2 separate regions of the Zea mays genome follow, and region 1 is linked to region 2. The links are chromatin contacts, called in public Hi-C maps. All regions are on one chromosome and are shown on one strand. Each heading gives the region's core, a stretch centred on a gene start, on an enhancer-like site or on the middle of the called end of the contact. The rest is flanking DNA. Distances are from core to core; before and after follow the strand shown. Region 1 holds the start of LOC100278902. Region 2 holds the start of LOC541904 (alpha expansin 1).

Region 1 (6,343 bases), core at 1,416-3,915, 250 kb after region 2:
CAAATTGCATGCAGAATTAATCAGGAATGCAAAATGTGGTGGCCAGAAGTGCCAGAAAATTACCAAGTCTCATGGTAAAACCCTTCTGCAATAGTAGCCGGGAACTGTTTAAGTGAGCATGTGTAAAGACTTTTGAGTAATGGCTTGATAAAAGCTTTGAGAGGTGAATTGCAGTTAGCACCAAGACAAATTGAGCACCATGAGAGAAGCACGATGGCTAATTATAATATATCAGGTATTTAATTAACGTTTTATCAAATTAGGTCGTAGCATTAGCACGGGCAACTCACTATCTTATCTATTAAGAACCTAATGTGGGCACCTGGTGCTACCATAGCTTCACCCTCACCACGCCTAGCGCCCGCGCAGCACGCGCAAAAAATAGTACAGAACGAGCACTCAAACTCATGTCCCTTGCTCTAGAAATTTGGAGCTAACCACCAGACCACATGTACCTTACTGTTTAGAAATAAACAATAATTATATTTACAGTCTAGGAATCGCTCCACCCGCTTCCCCGCCTCGTGGCAACGCACGGGCATATACCTAGTATATTATATTTATGATATGACATACAATAAATTGTGGTATTATAAACTACGGTTTTAAGAAAGAGTTCCTAAACAAAGCCCTTAAATGTACAATAGGGCAAAGTTTGAGAATCTGGTTAGACCTTTTGCTTAAAAAAGAACAGATAGACTATAATAACACCGTCCCTATTACAAGAGAAAAATACAACGAGGCTGATTGTCCCTAGTTAGCCAAGTACCAGTATTTATAGATCAGACTGCACGCCTCCGGTCGTGAGCCGAGTTTTTTTCCAATTATAGTACGTTTTGTTAATGGTACTCACAACTTTACCTTCTCTCCAATTATATCCACAGGTAAACCGTAAACATATCTTCTAAATAGTAATATGACTTCTTTTTAACCACTTTCACTATTTTATCATTTCTCACGTCTAAATTGACTATATTGTCTGTTCTAGTTCGAGGGGAAGACAGAACGCACACACGCACTAGCACTCCAGATCGTACAAAGAGGACGCACCCCTCCCGTGCCCATTTTTCTTTATTTTCCTAAATTCAAAACAGTTTTTAATAGTTTAGAGTCTAAATTCAAAACATTTTTTTCTAAAATTTCAAAAATTGAATAACTTTGAATTAAATCTAGAATATCTTAGAAAATCTTGATTTGATTTTAGTTCAAATCTTAGTATTTTTAGATCTATATTAAAATTATCCTATTTTATGCATTTTTTTAAAAAAATCCTGATTTGGTTTTATAACCAAAACTATTAAAAACCATCTGTTGAACGTCTAAAAGAAAAAAAGGAAGAAAAAGACAGGAGCGAGGTGGGCCGTGGGCACTAGTGTGTGGGTGCGTTATGTGTCCCTTCGATTGATTCAGCTAAGATATACTAGAGAGACAATGTGATCAATTTAGGTAGTAAGATCAGATAAGAAATGAATGTAGAAAAATAAAAATAATTTAAAAGAGACAAGAGTACTATTTTAAAGCATATACTCCCTCCGTTAAAAAATATTTATTCGAAAATATAGATTTTCAAGTCACACTCATACGATCTTGAGTAATAAAACAAATTATAACAAAATAAATAACAACTTGTATTTTTTTAATAAAACGGGTGATTACAGTTTTGAAAATCGAAGGCACTGGTCGATCAAGCGATTTGTCGCGAGTAGGCGTCGATCAGGACGATTAGTCGACCCTAATCGTCCCTCTGGTTGTCCGGTGTATTCCAGTATATATATATATATATATATATATATATATATATATATATATATATATATATATATATATATATATATATATATATATATATATATATATATATATATATATATATATATATATATAGTAAGAGTCTTGCAACAGTATAAATATTAAAATAGTCAATAACAGCACAATATCAACAAGTTTATATAAGACTATGAAACTACAAGTCTACAACTTACTAGACGAGTAGAGTAGTAGACTATGACCAAGGTCCAAGAAGGCAACACCTATGTGAGATCATCATCCAGTTTGAACCGATCACCAGCAGCTCCAGATTCTTCTTCATCATCAATCGTTTTTTCTGTAATATCTTGGTCATTTTTAGTTGGCTCTTGATATCATTTTCGTTGTGACTGTCATCGTGCAGGACTAGAGGTAGAACCGTAGAAGACAGGTTGTTGCTGCTCAGCTGTTGTTAAGCCTAAAATGACTTTTAGCCTTCTTAGACAGCATTCCCAGACTGTATATGAAAGGTCTGGGCGTCCTTTAGCCTTCCCAGACAGCATTTAAGCCTAAAATGGTTTTGGACTACGAGACTTATCGTCTGATCGCCCAACACGGCGATTAATCGCTATAAATTGCGATTAGGCGGACGATAAGGATGATCAGCTACCCTAATCAAATCATTACCCCTTATCGAGCACTAAAATCGATCAGACCGACTAATCACGACTAATTAGTGGGACGAGATGTAATCAGAGCTTATGAATAATAATAAAATTATAAAAAAACCTAAGTGATAGTCTGAGAACACCATCTTTTTCAAAGGATTATTATTTTAAAGAAAAAATGAACTAATTTCTAAAAAAATGAAAATCGGGTTTCCAAATTATATAAAAAAGAGTCCGAAAAAGTTTCAGGGAGCCCGCGACTGCCCTTTCCTCTTATTTCCATTACCCCGAGCGTACATTCTCTCCTCTCTCTCTTGGCGGCGACTCGGCGACCGGCGCTGCTGCCCCACGTTTGGTGCCCAGGTCTTCGTGGGCCCCTTAGCCGGCGACGAGCATCACCAGGTACGTCGTCCCCTTTATTCCCTTACCGCTGTGCGAAACTGAGCACCCAAACCCTAACTTACTCTCGTGCTCGGATCTGATCTGATTACTAGTTCATATGCATGTATTATGCCTACTAACTTCAATTCTTTTGCAAAATTATCGGCTGTACATGCTTACACCCATGCCGTTTACTGGATCCGCCCTGCAGCTGAAAGATGGCGAGGATACCGTCTTTGAAGAGCCTCAATGCGTTTCCACATGCGGAGGAACACTTGTTGAAGAAGACTTACTCTGGTGCTGTTGGTATGATATATGGGGACCCTATTGTTCTGTAATTGCTGCAAAAAATCGCTTAAGTATATAGTTTTGAGGTTTGTATTTAATTAGCAAATCATCTATATCTTGGCAGTGACAATTCTTGGGCTACTTATAATGATTACACTGTTTGTACATGAGCTGCAGTTTTATCTCACCACATACACAGTGCATCAGGTATGATTGGTCACAGCTTATATTTTCATGTTTGACTGCTATATGCAACTTCTCAATATAATATTCACATATACTTTTGTTCTCCCTTAGTTTTTTTCCCACGCACTGTGAATATGCCTGTAGAAAATAGGGCCTTATCCAAAGTAAATGCTTCCATGTATTTTTCGAGATAATTCTGGTTTGCATGTGGGGGATGAGTTCAAGCATCATCCAGCAACCTGATCAACGAATTATATTTATGGCAATTCATTTTTTTGATATGAAACATGATTATAAATCAATTTCCTTGTTCAACTACTCATGTGTTTTCTGATGTTGTAGTTTCTGTTAATTATCATTGATGAGATTATGGTAAAATCATTTTCTTTTCATTGAGATTGAGCTCATCCTTCTCAAAAACTGTATCATGAACCCTTCACCAGTTGATATTGTCTGCAGATGTCTGTAGATCTAAAACGAGGAGAGACTCTGCCAATTCATGTCAACATGTCATTTCCTTCTTTGCCATGTGAAGGTCAGTTATTGATTAAATTCAGTAGTTCACCCATAAGTACTTTGTGACAAGCATTACATTATCTTTGACATATCTGTCTTTGTCTTAATTGTTTAGTATTGAGTGTGGATGCAATTGACATGTCTGGGAAACATGAAGTTGATTTGCATACAAATATTTGGAAGGTAACTTCTTCTCTTTGAAAAAAATCATCCCTTCCGGCATGGGTACTATTGTTTTAAATTAATGCAGTAGCTGAACTAACAAAGAAACACTGCACCTGTAAGTATTATTGAGTGCATATGCTCACCAGGTAGAAGCTGGCAACCAATAGATTATGATGGCAAGTTGTTTTTTATATGTTAATGTTCAGATGCAGAAGATATGTACTTTTACAGGCTTTGATTTGTGTCTTGGTGCAGTGTAAACAATGGTATTAATATGTATTTCCACATTCAATTGTTTTCCCAATCCCACAAAAAATGTATTATGTTTCGATATTCTAGTTGCCTAGTTTCCTTTTGGAGTTCCAGCCTGCATGCTTCTGTGGCATGGGCCATGTATCTGGAGGCCGCCTTTTTTCTTATGTCATTACTCATTAGATGCTTTGCTTGGTTCGGTAGTGTTGAGTTCTTGATGGCTGATTGTAGAAAGGGAAGAATGGAGTGAATCACCACACACCCATTGAGGGTGGGGAGCCTGTCATATATAGCCAATAGGCATGCATGGAAGGTACATGTAAGGAAGGCTATTCCCTGTACAAGGAAACCGTCCTAGGCTATAGATAGAAGGTAATCCTAGTCTATACAAGGCAGCTAGCCAATCTAGGGGATTACAATCAATTGCTAATCAGGCTCTGATTGATCCTGATAGATACATATCCTAATACCCGCCCGCAGTCTGAGCGGGAGGATCACGGACGCAAAGACTTCCGAAATTCAGTGAAGAGCTGTACGGGCAGACCCTTGGTCATGATGTCGGCGAACTGGTGTGTAGACGGAACATGAAGAACACGAAACTGCCCCAAAGCTACCTTCTCACGGACGAAGTGGATGTCGATTTTGATGTGCTTCGTGCGGCGGTGATGGACTGGGTTGGCTGCCATGTACACAACGCTCACATTGTCACAGTAGACCACGGTCGCACGCAGTATGAAGATGTGCAGCTCATGTAGAAGCTGACGCAGCCAGCAGCACTCAGCAACAGCATGAGCCACAACACGGTACTCTGCTTCGGCGCTGGAGCGAGAGACAGTCGTCTGACGCTTGGACGACCATGACACCAGATTGTCGCCGAGGTAGACGCAGAAGCCGGAGGTGGAGCGACGTGTGTCGGGGCAGCCGACCCAGTCGGCATCGGAGTAGGCTGTGAGCTGATCAACGGCGCCGGGTCCCAAGTGCAGACCTGCTGACAGGGAGCCCTTGACATAGCGCAGGATGCGCTTGATTAGCGCAAGATGCGGCTCGCGAGGGTCGTGCATGAAGAGGCAGACTTGCTGGACAGCATAGGCCAGGTCCGGCCTGGTCAGAGTGAGGTACTGGAGAGCACCAGCGAGGCTCCGGTACTTCGAGGGGTTGGCGACTGGAGCGCCCTCGGAGGCAGACAACTTGGTCCGGGCATCCACCGGAGTAGCTGTCGAGTGGCATTCAGACATGCCAGCGCGCTGGAGAAGATCAACGGCGTACTGCCGCTGGGAGAGGAACAACCCACCGTTGTCCCGTGTCACCGAGATGCCGAGGAAGTGGTGAAGATCCCCGAGGTCTGTCATGGCAAATTCCGACGATAGGCGGGAGGTGACGTGCCGGAGAAGAGCCGGCGATGATGCAGTGATGATGATGTCGTCGACGTAGAGGAGGAGGTAGGCCATGGCGTCTCCATTCTTGTAGATGAACAGGGAGGCATCCGTTTTGGAGGTGGTGAAGCCAATACTGCGAATGAAGCTGGAGAAGCGCTGATTCCAAGCGCGCGGTGCCTGCTTAAGCCCATACAGGGACTTCTGCAACAGACAGACAGAGTTAGGTGCAGCGGGGTCGACGAATCCTTTCGGCTACTCGCAGTAGACAGTCTCCTCGAGGTTGCCGTGGAGGAAGGCATTCTTCACGTCGAGCTGCCGGATGGGCCAGTCTCGGGACGCAGCAATGCTGAGGACGGTGCGGATCGTGGCCGGCTTGACGACCGGGCTGAATGTTTCGTCGTAGTCGACGCCTTCCTCCTGGGAGAAGCCACGAACGACCCAGCGTGCCTTGTGCCGGGCGAGGGAGCCGTCGGAGTGGAGCTTGTGTTTGAACAGCCACTTGCCAGTGACAATGTTCGCACCAGGCGGCCGGGGTACGAGGCGCCAAGTGTCGTTGTCGATCAATGCCTTGTACTCGTCCGCCATCGCAGCACGCCAATTTGGATCGGCCAGGGCACTGCGATAGTTCGTCGGGATTGGCGAGGCGACGGAGGCGGAGAAGCCGAAGCGCTGGACAGTGCGAAGGGAGCCGGTCTGTGAGCGTGTCACAGGCCGGTTCGCTGCAGTAGAGAGGAGCCGAGCTGCTGGAGCCGCTGGTGGCGCTGA
Region 2 (6,096 bases), core at 712-3,211:
CTGCCTCTGCAAGTTGGTAAAGAGACGGATCGACCGAAGACAAAAATAGGGGGTCGTACAAACCGAGGATCAAACCACGAGCATATATATATCATATATACTGCATGTAATAAACCATAAACAAGCATTGATGTTCACGGTCCCAAAAGGTGCAATCCCCACAAACATCTCCCACCACCATGTGGCCAGATTCGGGGGTTGCTGCTAGTACAGCGTAACAACACAATAAGTTGCACGACACCACTCCCCTGCAGCCCTACAATAATCAGCCTTGCAGGTTTTTGTTTTGCTTAACCCATTGCTACAATCACTGGTGCAGAAAATAAACAGCTCAATCCTATGGTAATAATAAGAGAAGGAAATGCCTAAGCGGGTGCTAATAATAAGCAGCCTCGGAATGGCGGGAGCCTCTTCTTTACTACAGCGAAGAAGGTTTCTCCTTCTCTCTTGCTCACAGTCACACTCGTCGATGGAGTAGTAGTAGCTAGAACTGGGCGCCCTCGAAGGTCTGGCCGAACTGCCAGCCCGCCGGAGCGACGCCGTTGCTGGTGACGGTGCGGCCGTCGCTGGCGGTGACCTGGAAGGACAGGCTCTGGCCGTCGAGGAGCGAGTTGCTCTGCCAGTTCTGGCCCCAGTTGCGGGACATGGGCTGCCACCCGGTGCTGGAGCCCTTGATGGACACGGACTGCACGTCCCCGGCGCCGGCCACGTTGGTCACCAGCACCAGGTTGAAGTAGGAGTGGCCGTTGATGGTGAACCTGATCCCGCCCTTCTTCACGCACGGCACCCTATCAACAAAATGCGTGGTACGAGGAGTGCAAAAGGTGATGAGCAAAAAGCGCACGCATGCAACAGGTTCAAGTTCAAGCGGCCGCACATGGCGTGCAGCTAATAGCATGACAGCGCACAAGTGTCGCTGAGCGTGACGTTTTGCAACTTGCGGAAATGGCGTTGTATCAGACTAAAGCTACTGTAACAACTAACAACTAACATGGAAGCTCATAATATGGTCAGTGTGACGCCTAATAATCTACTCGGAAACAGCAGGCCGAGTCGCTGTCGTGCATGCATGGCGCACGACGGAACAAGCCGAACCAAAAAGAAAAAGGAAAGATAATCTGCCTGCTGGCCCACGTAACATGGCCTGAACCCCAGCCGTTGCTTACATATTTGGTCGTGGTCCGAACTCTGAATTTTAGAAACCGACACGCGCACGGCCACACCACACACACGTCTCTCTCTCTCTCTCATCTCTGGGACCGGCCGTTCAGTGCGTGAGATGACGAGAGCTCGAAACCGACGAGAAATATAATAAGTAAACCTCACCTCCTGTAGGCGACGGGCACGATGCCGGCGCGGTACTGCGCGATCTGGAGGAAGGCCGGCTGGGCCATGTCGAAGTGCGGGCGCGGCGGGTTGCACCAGCCGCCGTCGTCGCTGGGGAGGCCGTAGTTGGGCGGGCAGAAGTTGGTGGCCGTGACGGTGATGGTGCCCGGCAGGCACGACTGCCCGTTGTTGTCGCAGCGCAGCTCGTAGCAGGACCCGCACGCGGCGCCGTCGTTGAACAGCGCCGTGCTCAGCGCCGCCGTGTTGGTGCCGTACCCCGTGCTGTACATGTTCCCGTAGCCGCACGCGCCGCCTGAATAATGCACGCGTGTGTGTGCAGCGGGCGAGACGACGTCAGCTCCAATAAATCTCCGACGATCGATGGAGGCTGGCTAGCGCTACTATAGTACAAGTTAGTCGATCGACTCACCCATCGTGCCAGACGCGTCGCCGCCGCCGTAGAACGTGGCGTGGGCGCTCTGCCACGAGCCGTAGTCGACGCCGGCCGCCCGGTGGGCAAGGGAGCAGAAGGCTGAGCAGAGCAGGAGGAGCAGGGCACTAGCAGCTGCCGCCATTGTAGCACGCTAAGATCGAGTCACTGGCTAGCTGCTTAGGAATCGACTCGAGAGAGTTGCTAGCTTGGCTGTGAAGGGAGTGGGGCGCGGAGGCCAGGTACTTATAGGCCAGCGCCCAGCAACGGTCAGTGATCCTGGCAGTTGGAATCGTTAATAACTTTCGTGGAGTGGAGGGGCAGCAGGCAATTGGAGACAAAAGAGATAAAGGGGAGGGTGGGGGCTGGGCGAGAAAGAAGCGCTCGTCGCTACACCCCCGCCGACCACGATCGCGCCGCTACACGACGGCGGTTGCCCCATACGAATCAGGCGCACATGCTCGTCGCGCGCAAGTAGCGGACGCCAACTGCTCGTGCGTGTACAGGACAGGACAGGCCCGGCGCTGCCCGGGCCCAGCGTGCATAACCCCACATGGCTCTCGCCGTCTCGCGAGACTGCAAGCCATGGGAGAGGTCTGGGCCCAAGAGTACGGGTATAATAGCTAGGCCAAAGGGAATAAGAAATTAGAACAGATATATCGTTCACTGCGTCACTGCGTGCAGTGCATCCGCTTGTTTTATAAATTTTCTCTATGATGCAATGCAATCCATGTTGCGTGTAGACAGAGTAATGCTAGCAACGAAGAAGAAAAAAAAAAAAGAGACGGCGAATGCCAACCAACCAAATCATTCAAGCGCCGCACACATGCATGCTCTGGGGATCGGATGCCCTTCCCTTTCCAACGACGGTGGACGGTGGTGAAAGCTCCCTGAGATATTCGAAACTTGCGTTATTCAAGTTATAAGCGCTTTTACCCGCATCGACAACTAAAAAATGTGCAGTGCTAGCCATTCTGTTTCTGAAAGGATTTTAATCGTTCGGCTGCTCTCACGGATCTCGCAAGCTGAGGGAGGGCGCGGTTGAACCGGATAGATTCGTCGATCGAGAGAGAGAGAAAAAAAAAACGTTTATAGCCCAAGTGATCAGACTAATCTTGAGGCAGTAGATGCATAATAAACAACTACAATCTCCTACCAAATATTCGGTGCTCCCTGCGATACATCGCTCATCCCAATGATTAGTTGAGATTATAGTGTCGATAAGGCAGGGCTCACATGCTTGCATGAGCCCGGCTGCCTGCCCGGACATGGCCACGTAGGTAGGGCGTAGGTGGAGGATGCAGAGATGGTTTTTTTTTTTTTAAAAAAAACCAGCTCTTCAGACAAGCCTGCCTGCAGCTAGGTGCAGGCAAGTCCAAGATTTCGTCTGATCCGACTCACGCGAGGAGCAGCGGATCGAGTCGCACCATGCATATGCATGTGGCCTCTGGACAGGTGTCTACAGCAGCGCGTGTCGTGCTCGGCCAGTCTCCCGGGGCTGCTTAGACTGCTCAGACGTGGATGCTGGAGCTGCCAGATGAACAATGGCAGAGACACCCTGCCATGTTCTCTGTCTGCTTTTAGCTGCAGCACACACGTCTGTTTTTTTCTCTCCGGACACCAACCAAGACGTGAGTGACGCGCTTCATGTTCACGCCTCCCTCCCTCGTCTCTCCATTTCACATACTGCAGACACAAACAGCAACGGTTTTGACGCACCAAATTCTCCGCGTGCACATGCACCAGGCCGGCGGACCAAACCAACGCAGCTGCTTAAGCAGGCAAAAGCATGAGAGTTTCATATGCTTCTCCTTAATTTCTCAGGACACGCGATCTCCAGGTGGATCGGAGAACGCGCGCGCACATTTACGCGACACAGCAGGAGTTCGTCGAGGCTAGCTTTTCCTGGTTCCTGCCATGCTCTGCTCTGCTGCGTGCCTTTGGAACATCGTAACGTGCGGGTTGGCTAATGGCTAGCTATAGCTCCACGCTTTCGAAAAAGCAACAGTTTTGCCGACCCTGATGAACCATCCCTTTCGTGTCCCCGCGCCATGTGAAGGGCGCACATGGGAGGGATGGCCCTGGCTATAGCGGCCTGTGGCCACCCGGAGATCACGGCCAGGGCCCTGCCATTAGCGATGATCCTGCCTGATTCGCCTTCTCTTGGAAGCATTCTTCTACGCTAGAGCCCCCCGGTACCAGCACCATAGGCTTCATAGACCTGATAGAAATTGTCAGTTTCTCTCTCTCTCTCTTTTTTTTTTTACCCTGGCGAGAGGGTCAGGCTGTGCTTAGCTTGGGTGCTGTGCTGCGACAGATCGCTAGTGTTGGGTCGTTGGCTTCTGATTTCACTTTTACCGCCTGTCGCCTTAACAGTGGTAAGGTAAACTGTGTTACTCACTTACTATCTTGCAATTGCAAATACAGATAACAGATGCAGATTGTCTTACTTTCTCGCTATATACGTACCAACAAGGATACGTCCAATGCATTATCTATCAGGTTATAAATATGGGACAACACTTTAATACATAATACCTCCGTTCTTGAATATTTGCCGTTGCTAGTTTATTATGAGCTAAAACACGATAAATAAAAAAACAGAGAAAATATTATATATCCCAAAAATTAGCATTGCCACAAAAAAACGCATTTCAGTAGTTTCGCTCTTTGTCCCTCAGAAAAGGAAACGGCTTATCTTTATTCTGTAGATAAACAAAAGTACAAAGAAAAAACAGGATGGAGCTGTGCACGTCCGGGCACCGACGACGATGTGATGGCTGCACGAGGGAGTGAGAGGGGAAGCCATGTGGGGAGCACGCCGGAAATAGATCGCAAAATCGCCCCACGACAGCGACCGGAGCTCCGAAACTCGTCGGGTCGAAAAGAGGTTTCTGTAAATTCGGGGCCGGGAGAAGGCTACGAGCTGCCGACTGTGTCTGTACTAGAGAGAATCCCATAGCAGGACACTACTACTACCTTAGGATCCCCTTGCCATTGCCGAACCCCCGCTCTCGACATGCCGTGAGGCAGTCCCATTCTTAGCGGTTGGGGGGAGGGCGCATGCCATGCCATGCCATGCCATGCCCGGCTGCTCATGAACCATGATTGCGCGGGAGGAGGGAGAATCATGGTCGCTTCAGCTTGGGGCGTTAGGTTTAGAGTACATACCACAAGTGCATGCAGGCGTCCTGCCACTCACTCAAAAGCCATCAAGGAAAGAGCGTACCAACGGCGAGCCAGGCAAGAAAAGCGCGATCAAAACGACAGCGACGGCGCGCGCACTCCCGGCCTGGCCTGTCATGCCATGTCATGCATGTGGCGCGCGGCCTGGGCTAACGACCGAACCGGGCCTTCCGTTCGTTAATGGCGGGAGAGGTCCCGGCCCCCAACCGAACCGACGTGCCCGCGCGCATGGCCGCTTCCTGCCGCTCCCGCGTCGCTCTCCGGCGCCTGCCGCTCGCCGAGGCTTGTGGCTCTCGTCCCGTCGCGCGCCAGTTCCCCGTGCCGGTGGGTAGTTGCCGCCTGCACGTTACCTATCTATCCATCACGCGGGCGGCCGCGCGCGACAAGTCCCATTCGTTCGTCCTCTCCCGAGGGCGGGGTCGCCGTTGCGCGGCTGTTGCTGCCATGTGCCCGCGGCGCGTGCCGAAGCGACACCACCGTCGTCGTCGGGTCAGGCGTCGCTGACTGCTGTGGAGGCCGCTGGGACCCTGGGAGGGGAGGGAGGCGTGGCCGGTGGCCTGTCCGTCTTGGTACCGTGCCGGTTCTGCTACGCGCGATCGTGCGCCGCGAGCGCGCGCGGGGTTTCTGTTACAAATACGGAGCACATATAAAATGCACTCATGTCACACTCTTTATCTAAATTGAAATCGGCTGAATATAATACTATGTTGTGTCTTAAAACAAAAAAAACGAGTACTCAATCTTAGCCAACCATCTAAAACTGGATTTACTTAAATTGGGTTCCGACGTGGTGTGTTAGTGTGTATAACATCTCGTGTTGAATTGGATCTACGGTGTGCGCTAACCGACGCGCAAAGACTTTTCCACTGCCAGCTTCACCCTTGTTGTGTTGCGCGGAATAACAAAAAACATTTACACCTGGTCCAAGAAATCTTCGAAAACGGCCCAACTACGTATAGACTAGGGGCTTTTCTGGGCTCGGGCGTGTACGAATAGAAATCTGGAGAGCAGTGGGCCAGCTGGGCAGTTGGCAGGCCCTAGCGCCATAGGCTGCAGCCCAATGCGCACTCGGGCCCAGTCGTTGTAATAAAAGGGCCATGTGTGGCTGCAAACTCAATGCGTAGCTCAAAATCGAAGCCAGCAACCAACATGTT

What was found. Hi-C and Micro-C count contacts between places; a contact is called where the count stands out from the background.
Region 1: a Hi-C map of leaf shows a contact between it and region 2, with 4 times the contacts expected there. The contact joins the promoter of LOC100278902 here to the promoter of LOC541904 in region 2. A contact is called at or near these places in 15 of 25 Hi-C or Micro-C datasets (bundle sheath, ear, endosperm and 5 more).

What each region holds. Positions count from the first base shown.
Region 1 is chr3:189,736,259-189,742,601 of Zm-B73-REFERENCE-NAM-5.0, forward strand. It overlaps LOC100278902, which reads left to right and starts at 2,666. Exons shown (of 12, transcript NM_001350271.1): 1 at 2,666-2,816; 2 at 3,007-3,101; 3 at 3,208-3,290; 4 at 3,729-3,804; 5 at 3,901-3,968. The coding sequence starts at 3,014.
Region 2 is chr3:189,488,435-189,494,530 of Zm-B73-REFERENCE-NAM-5.0, forward strand. It overlaps LOC541904 (alpha expansin 1), which reads right to left and starts at 1,962. Exons shown (of 3, transcript NM_001111570.1): 1 at 1,757-1,962; 2 at 1,327-1,639; 3 at 231-788. The coding sequence starts at 1,901. The coding sequence ends at 485.